Regions from separate parts of the Sus scrofa genome. Here region 2 is linked to region 1. A link is a contact called in public HiChIP or PLAC-seq data. All regions are on one chromosome and are shown on one strand. The core of a region is the stretch at or near the end of the contact, and the rest is flanking DNA. Distances in the headings are between cores, read along the strand shown. Region 1 overlaps LOC110257431 (a long non-coding RNA gene). Region 2 has its middle 43 kb from the start of PTPN1.

The links. HiChIP or PLAC-seq counts read pairs in DNA pulled down with a chosen protein or histone mark.
Region 2: a contact with region 1 is called in an H3K27ac HiChIP or PLAC-seq map of alveolar macrophages. The contact joins two enhancer-like sites. A contact is called at or near these places in 8 of 47 Hi-C or Micro-C datasets (alveolar macrophages, blood, heart right ventricle and 3 more) and 2 of 2 datasets of contacts at active chromatin or transcription factors (alveolar macrophages and skeletal muscle).

What each region holds. Positions count from the first base shown.
Region 1 is chr17:51,799,823-51,803,155 of Sscrofa11.1, forward strand. The region is part of intron 1 of LOC110257431 (a long non-coding RNA gene); the gene reads left to right. It overlaps LOC110257356 (a long non-coding RNA gene), which reads right to left. Exons shown (of 3, transcript XR_002339850.1): 2 at 3,218-3,296; 3 at 1,787-2,610. Among named protein-coding and RNA genes, the nearest start is that of CEBPB, 79 kb to the left of the region's middle. Within about 2 kb of position 1,624, at least 5 of the 83 cell types and tissues checked have an H3K27ac peak or open chromatin away from gene starts, as enhancers often do. A contact at or near this core is called in alveolar macrophages, where this site is marked.
Region 2 is chr17:51,972,427-51,975,641 of Sscrofa11.1, forward strand. No RefSeq gene overlaps it. Among named protein-coding and RNA genes, the nearest start is that of PTPN1, 43 kb to the right of the region's middle. Within about 2 kb of position 1,710, at least 14 of the 83 cell types and tissues checked have an H3K27ac peak or open chromatin away from gene starts, as enhancers often do. A contact at or near this core is called in alveolar macrophages, where this site is marked.

The sequences.
Region 1 (3,333 bases), core at 374-2,873:
TGTACAGTCTCCATAAATCAGCCCACCATCCTCCCAGCGTTGGGTCCTGTCCAGGGAAGGCCTGGCTTGTGTTTGGGGGCTGCAGTGGGAGCAGGGCTGTGTCTGAGCAGACTCAGTCACCAGGGGAACTACTAACCCACATCTCCCCCTCCCAGCATATCCACCAGGCCATCAGTTCTTCTCTCGGAGGCTTTTTATTTTTTGCTGAGCATGTGTAGTTGAATTCCTGTGAAGTGCCCAAGTCGTGACTGCCCTAAATATAACTTAAGTAGAGGAGGTCTATTCTGGTTGATGTTGGAGATGGGAGGTCTCCTGCCTTGACCTCTTTTCCAAGGTAATCCCAAGGCCCATCCCTAGAATACCAGACTCAAGGGAGGCCAGTATGAAAGCCCGTGACTGAGGTCCATCCCTTTGGTTTCCATCCAGGAAAGCAGGGCTCTGAGAGATGAGGGGGACAAAGCTTTGGGGACTAGGTGGGAGGTGGTTGAAGCAGCCATCCTGGAGGAGGGGGTATGGGCAGGGCAGAGGTGGGGCTGGGCCCAAGATCAGAGCAAGATTTGGGAGAGGGTGTTTGGAGGGTGTGACTTGCCTGTAGCTCCATTCATTCTGCATTTATCATTCATTCACTCAACAAACATTAATGAAGCACCTACTCTGTGCCAGGCACTGGGGAGATAGTGATCCCTTCCCACAGGGAGCTCATAGCCCAATGTAGGAGATGGGCATTAATGAAATCTCCCTCAGAAATGTCCCTTTGGGACTGACAAGTATGAGGTAATTTGAGGGCCTGCAATGGGGCAGGGGGGTTGACATGATTGGGTAGGTCAGGAGTTTGGAAGAGAACCAATCTGAGAACTGAGAACTGGAGAGTGAGCTGAGGCTCAGTAGATGAGAAAGGGAGGAACAAATGTGTCAGCAAATGGGCACAGCATGTGCAAAGGCCCTGTGGTGGGACAGAGCAGAGTGAGTAAAGTGAATCTAAAAGACCATGTAGTTGGAGCTGTGAGGTGAGTTGGGCGTGGGGAGTGAGGAAGGCTTAGAGCTGAGCTGCACAGGCTCCATGGGGAGAGTAGCCTGGTCTTACACTGGGGGCATGGGGAGCCTTGGGAGCCTGAGCAGGGAGACAGTGCCTACCTCTGCCTTCCCGCCTGACTCCCGCCTGGCTTGGCCTCTTTTGTGAACTCCCTCCTCGAGTCTCTACCACAGAGCAACTTCTGAAGGTGCCAGGGGTTGAGCCTACTTAGCAGATGAAGAAACTGAGTCTCTGGATCTTCTCATGGCCCCACCCACTTCCTCCTGCCCAGAGAAAAGAGGAACAGGGAACAGACACCCCATGGTCAGCTGGGAAGAGTCTGGGCTGGGAATGGGGAGGGTGGGGCCCTCGGAGGTCCACGCCTGGGATGGGCAGGGGCCCTGCTTCCGTTTAACCACAGCCCTGTGACATATCCCAAAAGGGAAGCAGAGGCTGCCTCTCTTCGTCCCCTGTACCCTAGGGAGGGGGCTAGGGATGCCGGGGGGGGGGGGGCAGAAGCTCGGGGGGAGTCCTCCCTCTCTTCCCCCAGACTACGAGTCTGGCTTCTTGGAGAACTTCAGGGTCAGCTTAACCTAGCTGGGTGACCTCAGTCAAATCTTGTCACCCTGGCTTCCTCCTCTGTAAATAGACGATCAGAACCTCTCCCCAGGCTATTCTCAGGTTTAGCACACACTGGGGACTCGTGAATGGCTGCCCCAATGGTTATTAAATCAGCTAAAGGTGTTTTTTCTTCTGGAAAAACATAGCCAGTTAGACAAAGAACCCATGTATTTGACTTTCAACAGATATATGTTGAACACTATGTTCCAGGCGTTGTTCTGGGTATTGCGGAGATAGCAATGAACAGACCAGATGCAAATGCCTGCCAATGCCCTGCCTGGTCTGTGGCAGACATCAATAATCAATCGTATTCCCACTGAAATCAGAATTTTCCCCAGAACTCTATACTGTTTGGGGGATGGCACTAGAGGGGGACCAACCTGTCATTCTCAGAGAGGGGCAGCAAATGGGGACTTGGAAGATCCCAGTGAGAATTCCCCTTGGTGGTTTATGCCATTTCAGTCTATTTCAACAAACATATATTGCGCACCTGCTGTGTGGAAGGTGCTGGGCACACAGCAGGTGACCAGGTTGGGCACAGTGCTTGCCCTCATGAAGCTGGCATGCTGGTGATGGAGACAGACAGACAAGTAAACAAATCAGTAGATACTTCCAGACATGGATAGGTGCTGCAAAAACATAACCAGAGGGGTGCAGTGGAGGGTGACGGGGCAGGCATCTGGGGTGGCGCATGTGGGCAGCAGGCTCTGGGAGGAGGTTGGCATTTATTGACGACTAATTAATGAGATGCATCCACCAAAGGAAACTATAGGGAAACAGGGCTGTAGGTGGGGGGGAACAGCAAGGGCAAAGGCTTGGAGGTGAGAATCAGGTTGACCTATTTAAGAAGCTTGGAATTCCTGGGGTGCATGAGTGATGGGGAGAGAAGTAGGATATGGGCTTAAAAGGGGAAGGGGCCAGAAGTCCAGATCTTGGAGGTCAGGGTCAGGCATCTGGTCAGGCATATCCTTCCGTCCCTGGAGGATTAAAGCAGGGAGTGACTTAGGTGGGGTAATATTTTTGATCTCTCCAGCTGCCATGCGGAAAGGTTGTGTAGGGGACAAGGGTGAAGCAGGGAGACCAGGTTGGAAACAACTGCAGATGTCCAGGCAAGCGATAATGGTGGCTTGGACCAGGATGATGGCAGTGAACACAGGGCTAGGTGGCCAGGGCTGGCGGGAGGCCCAGGGCTCTGCATTTGGTTTCATTTTTCCTTTTTACACAATCCACTCGGGGCTCTGGGTCACTGGACTTTCCCTAGCACTGCCGGTAGAGTCCACAGCAGGCTGGTGATCTGGCCTTTCCTCCTTCTGGCCCCCTCCCTGCTGTCCTGGACCTCAACTCCTCTTCTCCAAAGACAAGCCCAGCCCAGTTACTCTGTAATTGTCTTTTCCAGAGCTCAGACTTTGTGGTCCCCTCAATATGCTGGGGGCAGGGGGCTGAGAGTCTGATCTGACGGGGTCCCTGATCATAGAGAAATACCCAGAGATGGATTGCTAGAGGGCAGCCTCTTTCTTGGGAAAGTTCCCCTCTGATCCTGACTGTTGCTGAAATAGGGCAGCAGATAACACGTACTCTCCTTACTTATTCAGGCCTCAGGTGCTTGGATTGGCAGTGGTTCGAGAGCGGTGTTGAGCAGGGTTCTGAGACTGCATCTGGGCTCCTAGGAGGGAGAATCATAATTGATTAGTAATGCCTTG
Region 2 (3,215 bases), core at 460-2,959, 170 kb after region 1:
TACTAAACCAAATGGTGAGTTTCTGGAGAAAGGGATGGGTTCACAGGCTTTACCATATTCCCAGGGCTTGGCATAGGATCTAGCACATGAGGACCTAATAATAATGAATGACTAAATTAATTAACAAATTGGGGATGGATGGATGGATGGATGGATGGATGGATGGATGGATGGACAGATTCACTGAAAGTTAAGTGGGTGAAATGAATGGATGAAAGGGTAAATGGATGGATAGATGGAGAGATGGATGGATGAATGCATGGCTGGCTGGCTGGCTGGATGGACAGGTCAGTGGATGAATGGATAGGTGGATAGATAAGTGAAATGCATGAATGAAAGGATGGATGGATGGATGGACAGATAGATGTATGGACAGATAGATATATGAACGTATGGAAAGGTAAGTGGGTGAAATGCATGGATGAAAGGATAAATTGATGGATGGATGGATGGATGGATGGATGGAGAGATGGATGGATGGAGAGATGGATGGATGGATGGACAGATAGATGGATGAATGAATAGATATGTAGGAGGGTGAAATGTATGAATGAAAGGATGGATGGATGGATAGATGAATGGAGGATGGACAGGTAGATGGATGAATGGATGAGTGGATAGATAAGTGAAATGCATGAATGAAAGGATGGATGGATGGATAGATGGGTGGGTGGATGGATGATATTGATGGATGAGTGAGTGAGTGAGTAGAATGCATACATGGAATGAATGCATGACTATACATGTAAAAGAATTAACTAAATAAATGGTCATGGAAAGCAGAGGCATTAGGAGTTCAAGTGTTTGTTCCTGGACCTTGAATGCACCCTTCAGGAAGGTCTTAAACTGGCAGTTCTCAGGCCAAATCAGGCTTCAGACTTGTTTTATTTGGACATCAAGGGTTTTTAACTTTTTAATTAATTGCCATTGTGTAAAAATTAGGAAATTTCACATAAGTAATCTAGATTTCTGCCTTCTCTTGCAAAATTGGGCCAGCCCACAGGAAACAAAGTGCCAGGACTAACCAGGCTGAGCCGTCTGGGACACCACGGTCCCCACCACTCCCCAGTGCATCCCTCATGTTGAGGTTGAGTCTCAGCTGCCGTTTATCATGGCACTGGGGCTGGCGTTTTTCTCACAGTACAAATATAATGAAAACGAAAAATCTCTTGTACATGACTTTCCATCAAAAGTGGGAAAATGAAAATATATAAAAAGAAAACTGGGAGAAAAGGTATTTCTTTGTGGAACAAGAGAATATTTCTGTGGATTTGAAACCCAAGCAATGCATACTTTTCTGAGGGACAGTAGATTACATTGGTTAAGGGCACAGGTGCTGGAGCCTGACAACTTGGGTTCAAGCCCCAGCTCTGCCACCTACTGGCTGTGTGGCCTTGGGCAAGTCACTGAACTTCTCTGGGCCTCAGTTTTCTCATCTCTGTGGCAGGGATGGTGTCGGTCCCCACCCCCAGGGTATTAATACTTGTTAATACAAGTTCCTATATGTGAGGCTCTGTGTGTGTGAGCCATTCTTACCTTAAGCAGGACTAACTTCGGTCACTGCCTGGGCCCTGTAGGTCCACAGTAGGGGTTCTAAACCCAAGGCCATTTGGCAATGTCTAGATTTGGCAATGTCTAGAGACCTTGGACTGTCACAACGTCCCATTCCAGGCTGCAGCCAGTTAAACAAGGGATGTGTCCCCAGCGCCTCCTGGTGGCCTCATCCCTAAACTGCGTGAAATTCCCCAGCCTTGGGTAGTGGTGGAGAGATTGGGGACTTACCCCAGGGCCATAGTCTCCAGACTAGTTGTCAGGGTAGAGATTTAAAGTAATGAAAGATGGCAGCAAAGGCTTGGGCGTTTGGATCCCAGCTCTTGAACAGAGCAGCAGGAAGACTTGAGCCAAATTCTATGACCTTTCTGGACCTCAGTTTCCTCCCCTATAAAATGGGGATGATGTCACTTCAGTGTTGTTGAAGGACTAGATTAGGTAACAGACAAAAACAGACAGCGCACATGGGACTCTTCACAATCGTCTTCTCTGACACTGGTGTACATCCAAATCCATAACCATTTACATTTGATGAACTTCCAAACTACTCAGAGTGATTTTTTGGTTTTGTTTTGGTTTTGTTTTTTGTCTTTTTAGGGCTGCACCTGTGGCATGTGGAAGTTCCCAGGCTAGGGGTTGAATTGGAGCTGTAGCTGCCAGCCTATGCCACAGCCACAGCAACGCAGGATCCAAGCCACGTCTGCAGCCTACACTACAGCTCACAGCAATGCCAGATCCTTAACCCCACTGATCAAGGAGGGATCGAACCAGTGTCCTCATGGACACTAGTCAGGTTTGTTACACTGAGGCACACTGGGCACTCCATCAGAGTGATTTTTGTTTTATAAAGACATATTTACTTACATGGAATGGGATCCACATATATCATCAAGTAACCTCAGGCTTCAAAAACCTTGTGCCCAGAAGGATCCCATTTTTGTTTGGCTTACCTGGATGTTCAAATAGGTACACTTGTAGCATATATGAGAAAGAAAGACCTAAATTTCTTCTTATATAAAGAGCTCTTGCAGATGGAAAAAAAGAAACAATTATCCAATGGAAAGATAGGCAAAGGACTGAATGCTTTGCTACCAGAAAAGAAATAATAATACAAATGGCCTTTAGATATATTTTTAAATCCCCAACCTAATATAAAAGGAAGGACTGCAGAATACAACCACCGTGAACACCTTTTTCCCCAGTGAGCAGGGCAAAGATTGAGAAGTCAAATCATAGTAGGCGTCGGCTAGAGTGTGGGGAAACCAGCCCTCACGTAAGCTGATGGTCTGAATGCCAATTGGTAGGTATGACCTTAGAAAGCATTTGGACAATAAGTGTTAAAATTTAAAAACGCACCTGCCCTGTGACCAGGCAGTTCAGCTGCTAGGAATGTATCCCCACAGAAATAGATCCACATACACGGAAAGACTCCTGTGAAGGGAATACTAATTGCAGCATTGTTTGCTGCAGCAAAAGACTGGAATCACCTACATGACTATCACCAGGGGCTGGTTAGATAAATTATTATATTCAGACAATGGAATGTGTGAAGAATGCTCTCCTAGTGCCGATCTGGAAAGATCTCCAAGGTACATTGTTAAGTAAAAAACAAAACAAAACCAAACAAAACCAATGCAGAACAGGGTGTGTCGTATGCGTCTATT